Linked DNA regions of Mus musculus: region 2 is linked to region 1. A link is a contact called in public promoter capture Hi-C data. All regions are on one chromosome and are shown on one strand. Each heading gives the region's core, a stretch centred on a gene start, on an enhancer-like site or on the middle of the called end of the contact. The rest is flanking DNA. Distances are from core to core; before and after follow the strand shown. Region 1 holds the start of 2410017I17Rik (RIKEN cDNA 2410017I17 gene). Region 2 holds the start of Abcf1 (ATP-binding cassette, sub-family F (GCN20), member 1).

Evidence for each region. Capture Hi-C pulls out chosen DNA fragments and counts their contacts.
Region 2: a promoter capture Hi-C map of liver shows a contact between it and region 1. The contact joins the promoter of Abcf1 here to the promoter of 2410017I17Rik in region 1. A contact is called at or near these places in 6 of 39 promoter capture datasets (the 3T3-L1 cell line, hematopoietic stem and progenitor cells, hippocampal neurons and 2 more), 1 of 115 datasets of contacts at active chromatin or transcription factors (microglia) and 3 of 9 other capture datasets (adipose tissue, liver and pancreatic islet).

Annotation. Positions count from the first base shown.
Region 1 is chr17:36,143,248-36,147,662 of GRCm38.p6, forward strand. It overlaps 2410017I17Rik (RIKEN cDNA 2410017I17 gene), which reads left to right and starts at 1,771. Exons shown (of 4, transcript NR_033517.1): 1 at 1,771-1,955. It overlaps Gm10499 (predicted gene 10499), which reads right to left and starts at 2,702. Exons shown (of 8, transcript NM_001370818.1): 1 at 2,613-2,702; 2 at 2,141-2,410; 3 at 1,665-1,940; 4 at 1-180. The coding sequence starts at 2,676. It also overlaps a transcript of Gm8909 not described here.
Region 2 is chr17:35,967,846-35,972,260 of GRCm38.p6, forward strand. It overlaps Abcf1 (ATP-binding cassette, sub-family F (GCN20), member 1), which reads right to left and starts at 1,905. Exons shown (of 23, transcript NM_013854.1): 1 at 1,801-1,905. The coding sequence starts at 1,873. It overlaps Gm32655 (a long non-coding RNA gene), which reads left to right and starts at 1,940. Exons shown (of 2, transcript XR_385568.4): 1 at 1,940-2,160.

The DNA of each region.
Region 1 (4,415 bases), core at 521-3,020:
TCTGGAAGGTTCCATCCCCTGCAGGCCTGGTCTCCACAAGCTCTATGTCCTGGGTCAGCTCCTCCCCATTCAACTGCCAGGTCAGGGTGATGTCAGCAGGGTAGAAGCCCAGGGCCCAGCACCTCAGGGTGACATCACCTTCAGATCTGGGGTGATGGGTCACATGGGCTTTTGGGGGATCTGTGTGGAAGATTTAAGAAATCACACGATTAACAAGACAAACTGAAATCTACACAAGACTCAATCAAATCAATGAAGACACTGAACAATATGTCTGTTTGACACTTCAACTGTCATGGCACTGGTGACCTGCAGGCAGAGCTGGTCCTCTCAGCACAGAACTGCACATTTTCTTTTGGGACTCAGAAGCCAAGAGAGAATCCATCAACATGGTCATCCTTATGTGATGTTCAATAGCATAAATGAGGTAGTCAAAGAATGGAAGAGGGAATGGCAAAAAAGTAATTTAATATGTGTTTGAGTTCATTTCAAGATCAGATATTAGGGCCATATGCTCTTGGTAGGATGCCACCACTGAGTCTTCCACTGTGGTCATCTTGCAGACCAACATTAACTGTCAGTTCAAGTGAACAGCCATCACAAAGTGTGCAGCCAGAGAAAATGACTCCCTGCCCCTGACTCTGGGGGACAAGGTACAGGTATGTTACACAGGACCCCTGGAGTGAGCTGTGGACCCCAGTGCAGCACTCACTGGAACACACTGGGCCCACAGGGAGGGCTCACTATAGCCCTGGATTTCAGAAGACCCTGTCACTCAGAAAGTCCAATTCCTGATTCACTAGGGGGAGCACTGTAATTTGTGGGGGCAGAGAGACAGCAGGAGGCTTCTGCATGTTTAGGTCTGACAGGAAACAGTGTAATCTCACAATAATCGATCTTTTAATGAGAACCCTGACTTATCTTGTGTAATTATCCAGGTTAGCAATGTAGACTGATACAAATGATAATAGGAGGGCAGGGAGAAACAGGATCACTCCAGTGCAGACAAAAACTGACTAGAAACAAAATAACGCCTTCAAAAAAAAAAAATAAAGAAAGAAAGAAAAAAGAAAGAAGAAAAAGAAAAGAGAAAAAAGAAAAAGAAATTCCAGTATTTATATTCCTCCAGGGTAGCCCATAAGGGCTCATGTGACCATTCACCACTGTAGGAATAGAAAGAATTGTGTTACAGACAGGGAGGGATCTGGGAGAATGTATTCTTTGAAAATTCTAGAAACTGGGGCAACCAGCCTAGTGTTGGGGAGTCCATGTCTCCCATCAGGTAAAGGCGACTTCAGGTCCTGAGGTGTAAGGGCTGACACACTCAGCAGGACAGGAGTCCATGTCCACAGACAGTGGGTGTGGGCAGAGAATCCAGACTAGGAGAGGCCATGGCTGACAGAGGCTATAGGGGAACTGAAGGGAGCAGCTGTTGTCACCTCAGGGAAATTCTCTCCTTCCCTCCTGAGACAGCCTGGGCACTGTCCAGGGAGAAGGCTGAGCCCTGGAAGAGTCAGTGCAGTCACTGTGACAAGGGATCAAGAGACCCAGGGACACACTCTCCCTTCTGGGACAGGGGCATCACCCCAGCTGAGGGTTTCTTCTTCCCCAGGACTGAGCCCCAGCCCGAGGGCAGAGGGAGGAGCTGCCCGCGGCCCCTGCACCTGTGCGCAGCAGCGTCTCCTTCCCGAGCTGCAGGTATCTGCGGAGCGACTCCACGCACTCGCCCTCTAGGTAGGCCTTGTAATGCTCTGCAGCACCAGCCTGCTCCCACTTGCGTCGGGTGATCAGCGCTGCCAGGTCCGCCGCCGTCCACGTGTTCAAGTCTTCGTTCAGGGCGATGTAATCTCGGCCATCATAAGCGAACTGTAGGTATCCGCGGAGGAGGCGCCCGTCCGACCCCACGTCACAGCCGAACAACAGCTGGAACGTGTGAAGGCCTGCGGGATCCCAAGGTCAGCGCCGCTCACCCGCACCGCCCCCGCTCGCCCTGGCCTAGTCCACCAGCGGACTCCTCCAAAGTGAAAGGGAAACCGGTCCTGGGTCGGTTCTGCTCCCGAACCTAGACTTGGGATTGGAGATCTCCGGCCCCTGTCTAGGGACATTTCGAGCTCGTGACCTCCCACCCAGGGTCACTCACCGCCTTCACTCTGGTTGTAGTAGCGCTGCGCGGTCCTCAGGCTCCCTCGGAAACTCTGCTCATTGCGCTTGGCGATCTGTGTCTCCCGCTCCCAATACTCCCGCCCCTCGTGCTCCATCCATGGAGCCCGCGGCTCATACCTCGGATTCTCCGCGTCGCCGTCGAAGCGCACGAACTGCGTGTCGTCCACGTAGCCGACAGAGATGAATCGGGGTTCCCGGAGGCCAGGGCGGGACAAGGCGGTCTCGAAATACCGCATCGAGTGTGAGCCTGGGGGCGGCGCGCGGTGAGACCCGGACCTCCTCACGGGACTCCGGCCCACTGCGCGGGCCGGGAGGGGAGCAGGGCGCCGGGCTCCGGATGCGGGTGTAGAAGGGCGGAGGGTCTTGTGAGCGACGGGGGGACGCGGATTCCACAGTGCCGTCCCCGCCCCTCCACGCAGAGGCCGTTTCCCTCCCGACCCCGCACTCACCCGCGCGGGTCTCGATCAGGGTCAGGGCGGCCGCCAGCAGCAGGAGCAGCATTCGCTGCGCCATTGTCCCATCTGGGATACAGGGCATTTGAGGCCCTCGGGCTGCTTGGACTTTATAACCAGCGCCCGCGGAGGAGCTGTTGGTTCCTTCCCCAGGATCCTGCCACCCAATGGAGATGAGACCTGCCAGATAATTCCTGCTACCTCCGGGTCCAGAGAGGGCATCAGATCCCCAGGAGCTATAAAGTGGTGCTGCTCCAGGGCAAGGGAGGGGCAGGAGCTGAGCTGCAGGAGAGGGTGGTGTCTGCAGGGAGCAGAGTGAGGCCCTTGTGCACCTGTGTCTTAGTGAGGGTTTCCATTGCTGTGATAAGACCCCATGACCAAAAGCAACTTGAGGAAGAAAGGGTTTCTTTCAGTTTACACTTCCACATCTCAGTCTATCATTGAAGAGATTCATGGCAGGACCTTGAGAGAGGATTCTAAGTAGGAACTGAAGCAGAGACCATGAGGATCAGTGCTAATAGCTTTGTAGTTTATGGCTTGCTCAGTCTTCTGTCTTATACAATTCGTGATCACCACCCAAGACCAACTCCAGTGGGCTGAGCCTTTCCATACTGATCATTCATAATAATTTAAAAATGCCTTATAGACTTTCCCAAAAGCGTCCTGGATGGAAGCAATTTCTCAATTCAGGATCCTCTTCTTATATATGTCTCAGTTTGTGTGGAGTTAACAAATGCAAACAGCACAGCACCCTGGTGCAGGGTCACTCAGTGAGAGATGAGGGAGGAGGATGTGTGAGTTCCTCCCCCTGAGCTGAGCCAGGGACCTGCCCTGTGGACAGAGGCCCCCTGGAAAAACAATTGGAATGCAAGGAATGGGAGCACAGTGGGTTCCAACTCCATTCCTGCCCCTCAGTCCTGAGGACCTGTCTCTTCCTGCCTGTGCTTGACAAGATTGATATAACCTCCGGAGGGACTGATAAAGTCAGGGCATGGGAGGAGATGGGGAGGAAAAGAGGGACCTTTTCTTACCTCAGAGCAGGGTAATCAGATTTTGGGGAGACTGAGGATAGGTAGGTAGGTATGTATGTAGTTAGTTAGGTAGGTAGTTTATAGATAAACAGACAGACAGATAGATATAAAAGGCGGGGTGTGAACATCTTTGGGGACCCAAGAAAGCTGGATGCTGTCTAGGTTCAAAAAAAGCATGCTGTTCCCTCACTGTCCAGGCTCTGCAGGGCCATCTGCAGCTGGGGCATGCAGATGCATTCTTGGGGCATTTGGGGCAGGTGCTTTGAAGCTGTCTGGCATGCAGAGTTTGAGGAAACACCTGGAGCTAGCATTTTACTGAAGCATATCTGTATATATAAGGTTCAGAGGATAATGTTTAGGGGGTTAGAATAAATTGTTTTCCTTAGCTGAACATTCTAAACTTTTAGACCTATTAGTTGGGGGTGGGGCATCCCAAGACCACAGAAAAGGAGAAGATAACCCCACCCTTAGGACTAAGCTGAATAGGCAGGAGATGAAACACGCTGTTGATTGACAGTTCTTATCTGGAGTCCTTTTGATCATGAGAGGTGGATTCAAGTAGTTTCTTTGAACCTTAAAAGAATTTTTTAAGTTTACAAAATGAGATAAATTTTAGACATGTAAACATACCACTGTGTAATGTGTACTGAACTTGTCATTGTAGAAAAGGCAGCAGATTCCTGCCTTTGAGTCATAGTAAAAGCTTGGGGACCCTGAAAAAGGGGTTTGAGGTAAAAGCATGAATAGGGCATACACAGATTGGATAGCT
Region 2 (4,415 bases), core at 655-3,154, 180 kb before region 1:
GGTCAGATGCCCTCTACCGACAAGGCACACACATGGTACAGTTATATACATGCAGGCAATACATTCATACACATAAAAAAAATAATTTTTGCATGTTTTCCACCTTACAGTCCAACACTACTCTCTCTCTCTCTCTCTTTTTTTTTTTATTTTCAGGGTTGGAGAGATGGCTCAGTAGTTAAGAGCACTGGCTGGGGGCTGGTGAGATGGCTCAGTGGGTAAGAGCACCCGACTGCTCTTCTGAAGGTCAAGTTCAAATCCCAGCAACCACATGGTGGCTCACAACCATCCCTAACAAGATCTGACTCCCTCTTCTGGTGTGTCTGAAGACAACTACAGTGTACTTACATATAATAATAAATAAATCTTTAAAAAAGAAGAAGAAAAAAAAAAAAGAGCACTGGCTGCTCTTCCAGAGGACCTGGGTTCTAAGCCTAGCTAACAAGCCTCCCTGAAACTCCAGGTCCAGGATACCCAACGCCCTCTTCTGACTTTCAAAGGCACTGAATGTGTGCAGTACAAAGGCAAAGCACCCATACACATAAAATACTAATTTTTTGTTTGTTTGTTTTCTTTCCAGCTAGGAATGTTGGTGCACATCTGTAACACCAACATTCAATTGGCAGACTCACATGGATCTTTATGAGTTCCAGGCCAGCCTGATCTACATAGTGAGTCCCAGACTAGTCAGGCTGCATAGTGAAATCCCACCTCAAAGAACAAAACACCTTTTAATTAAAGGTATTTCTCAAGCACTACTACCTACTAATGGTCCACTACCCACTCTCTTATTTTGTTTTGTTTTCTTTTTCGAGATAGGGTGTCTCTGTGTAGCCCTGGCTGTCCTGGAACTCAGAAATCTGCCTGCCTCTGCCTTCCAAGTGCTTGGATTAAAGGCGTGCGTGCACCACCACTGCCCAGCTCACTACCCACTCCTTAAACTGCACTTTGATTAATAGAGTGACATCCTTCTGTACCCTTTTATCTGCCCAGTCTTTAGTTCTGCACCAGGCACTTGATTGACAGCAACTCTTCAGTCTTCACTTCCTTACTATTTCTTTGACACTTCTTACAAAAGTCACTGCCAGAGCCTAGTGTTCCTAAATCTATCCTGGCACACACCTTTAATCCCAGCACCTGGGAAGCAGAAGCAAGCAGATTTCTGTGCCTTGGAGGGTAGCATGGTCTACTGAGTGAGTTCTGGGACAGCTAGGGCTATGTAGAGTGATCTTGTTTTCTTCGAGGCAGGGCTTCTCTGTGTAGGCCTCGCTGTCAGGGAACTCGCCTTGTAGACCAGGCTGGCCTCGAACTCACTTAGATCCGCCTTCCTCGGCTTCCTGATGCTGGGATCAAAGGCGTGTTCCCCCAAGGCTTGGCTGAGAGAACGTCTTAAAAAAAAGAGACCTTTATACCACGCACAAAGCACATCGCATGAGTATTAAAGTAAACCTTGATCCTAGCCCTTGACATAAAGACAGCACCTAGTGCAGTCCAGCGGGACCGAGCCTTTGGAGTCCACGAAGGAGCTGTTGTTCTCTGGGAGGGAGGCAAGTGCAGTTGGGAGCGCACCACACGATTCAAGGCACGCTCCCTCACCGCGGTAGGAAAGAAGTCAACAATTCTAGTTCCTGTCCTGCCGTCCCTCCCTCGGTGACATATGGTCTTCCCGTCTCCCGTCCGCCTCTCTGGGCTCTAGGACGGCCCGGGGCACGCGGCCTCTGCCCCGGCGCACATGCGCAGGACCCACGCTCCATGGAGGCCGCCGCCGTCCCCGCCACTCCTGCCTCCTTCCCCACTCACCCGCGGGGCTCGTGCCCTCGCCGTCCCCGATCCACTCGGGCTCGGGCGGCTGTTGCTTGGGACCCTTCGGCATCGCGGCGGCAGTTAAGAGTCCTCCAGCGGCGCCCGGCGCCGTTTCCGCTTCCGGCGATGTGGGCCGGCCAGTGGGCGGGCTCTCCATGTAGGCTCCGCCCCGACCCGCGGAGGGTCTGCTGCGCAGACACGTGGGGCAAAGGGGCGTGGCGGCATTGCGGCTTTGGGGGTGTGGCCAGAGACGTCACCTACTTGACTGGAGTGGGCAGCGCGTCATGACCGTCCCAACGCCTAAGCAGCTGATGCTGCGACGCGGTGACACTCAAAGAAGGACATGGTAATTTCCAGGTAGGCAGAAGTAGACATCTGATTGTGTCATCCTAGCTGGTGTCTGGAACTCGCTGTGTAGCTGAGGTTGACCTCCAACCCAGAGAGGCGTTTGCCTTTGGCTCCGGAGTGCTGAGTTTTGTTTTGTTTTGCAGACAAGGTTCTCTGTGTAACACTGGCTGGCCTCTAACTCAGAAATCCGCCTGCCCCTGCCTCCTAAGTGCTGGGATTAATAAGGTGTGCGCCACCACTGCCTGGTAGGAGTGCTGAGGTTTGTCGACACACCCTGTTCTGAATCCTTTTTGTTGTTTAACCAGGGACTCACTGTGTAGTCTTAGGCTGCTCTGAAACTCACAATGTAGTCTTGGTTGGCCTGGAACTCCTAGAATTCCGCCTGCTTTTCTGCCTCTGGGAGAGCCAGGATTACAAGTCTGTACTATTATGCCTGACTGGCCACTTTATTTAAAACAGTACACCTCTTCAGTCATTCTTCACTACTTCTAATCCTATTTTTTTCTAATCCTACGTACTGTAAACTGTATTTAAAGACACCACAGCCAGTCGGCTTAGGAAAGTGTAACCTTACTCGCCCTTGGTTGACATGTCAATAAATATCCAGGTGTACAGATATAACCAAGGAACTCCACCCCAATAACTATTATGCAATGGAACCTGGAGTTTTGTGTGTGTGTGATAATTTTGTCCTAATTGACCTACTGTAATTGCACATAAAATGGCAAGCAATGAGCAGTTGTAAGTTTTGACAAACAAGCCCCCCCCCCCTTTTTTTTGAGACAGGGTTTCTCTGGGTAGCCCTGGCTGTCTTGGAAATCATTGTGTAGACCAGGCTGGCCATGAATTCAGAGATCTACCTGCCTCTGCCTCCCAGGAAGCATATACCTTTCAAACCACAATCAAGAGATGGCTGGCTTTAACGCTAATGACTGACAGGCATGGGGGTTTGGATGAGGGTTTCCACACCTGGGGCAGCTCCTGTCTTCAGTCATGCTCTTCTTTTCCTTATGTAGTCCAGTCTTGCCTCAAGTCCTCTAAGTAGCCAATGATACTCAATTTCCCATTTTCTTGTCTCCCTCCTGAGCTCTGAGATTACACACCTGTGTTAATGTGCCTGGTTTATTTATATGGTCCAAGAATGGAACCTAAGGCAGTGTCACACATACTAGGCAAATGTCCTACCCACTGAACTACATTCCCAGCTCTCATGATGCTTCTGTCCCAATTCATTTTCCAGGATAACCAGATCAGAAGCCATGTCCTAACACATCTGACATAGGTGGTCACTTTCCCTCCATTTCTCCACAGACTTTTTCTCCAGTGGACTGCTCTTCCTCCATCTTATGCTGGTGCCTCTGCCCCTGGGGTTCTAACTTCGATATACATGGGAGCTTAATCTTTGAAAGTCTTTTTTAAAAAAATTACTTCTAAAGGTTTGCTGGCTTATGTGCACTGGGTAAGTGCCTGGTGCCCCAGGAGGGCAAAAGAGGTCCCCAAAAACCCAAGCACTGGAGTCACAAGCAGCTGTAAGCTGCCCTGTGTCCTGGATAGCAAACTCAGGCTCTTCAAGAGCAAATGCTTTTAAAACAGAGCTCTCTCTGACCCAAATGCTTTCATTTTGACTGTTTCTAAACATTTGCTTTTCTTCAACTTCACTATGAGAGCCTATGCTACTGTCGAAGCATAGAAAGTCTCCATTTCTGGAGACATGGCTCAGTGTGTAAGAGCACATGTTGCTGCTATACATAACCCACATGGTGGCTCACAACAACCCAGTGACTCTGATGCATTCTTCTGACCTCCAGAGGTAGCAGGCACACACAGTACGCATATATACAGGGAGGCAAAATATTCATGTAGTAAATAAATCTGAAAACTTTTTTTTTTTTTTCCCCCCGAGACAGGGTTTCTCTGTGTAGCCCTGGCTGTCCTGGGACTCAGAAATCTACCTGCCTCTGCCTCCCAAGTGCTTGGATTAAAGACTTGCGCCACCATGGCCCGGCCAAAAACTTTTTTTTTTTAAAAGATTTATTTATTTATTATATGTAAGTACACTGTAGCTGTCTTCAGACACTCCAGAAGAGGGCATCAGATCTTGTTACGGATGGTTGTGAGCCACCATGTGGTTGCTGGGATTTGAACTCTGGACATTTGGAAGAGCAGTTGGGTGCTCTTACCCACTGAGCCAGCCCCTAAAAACTTTTCAAAAAATCTCCATTTCTAAGTCTGTTTCCCAGCCTGAGTAGACAGGCATGTCCAAC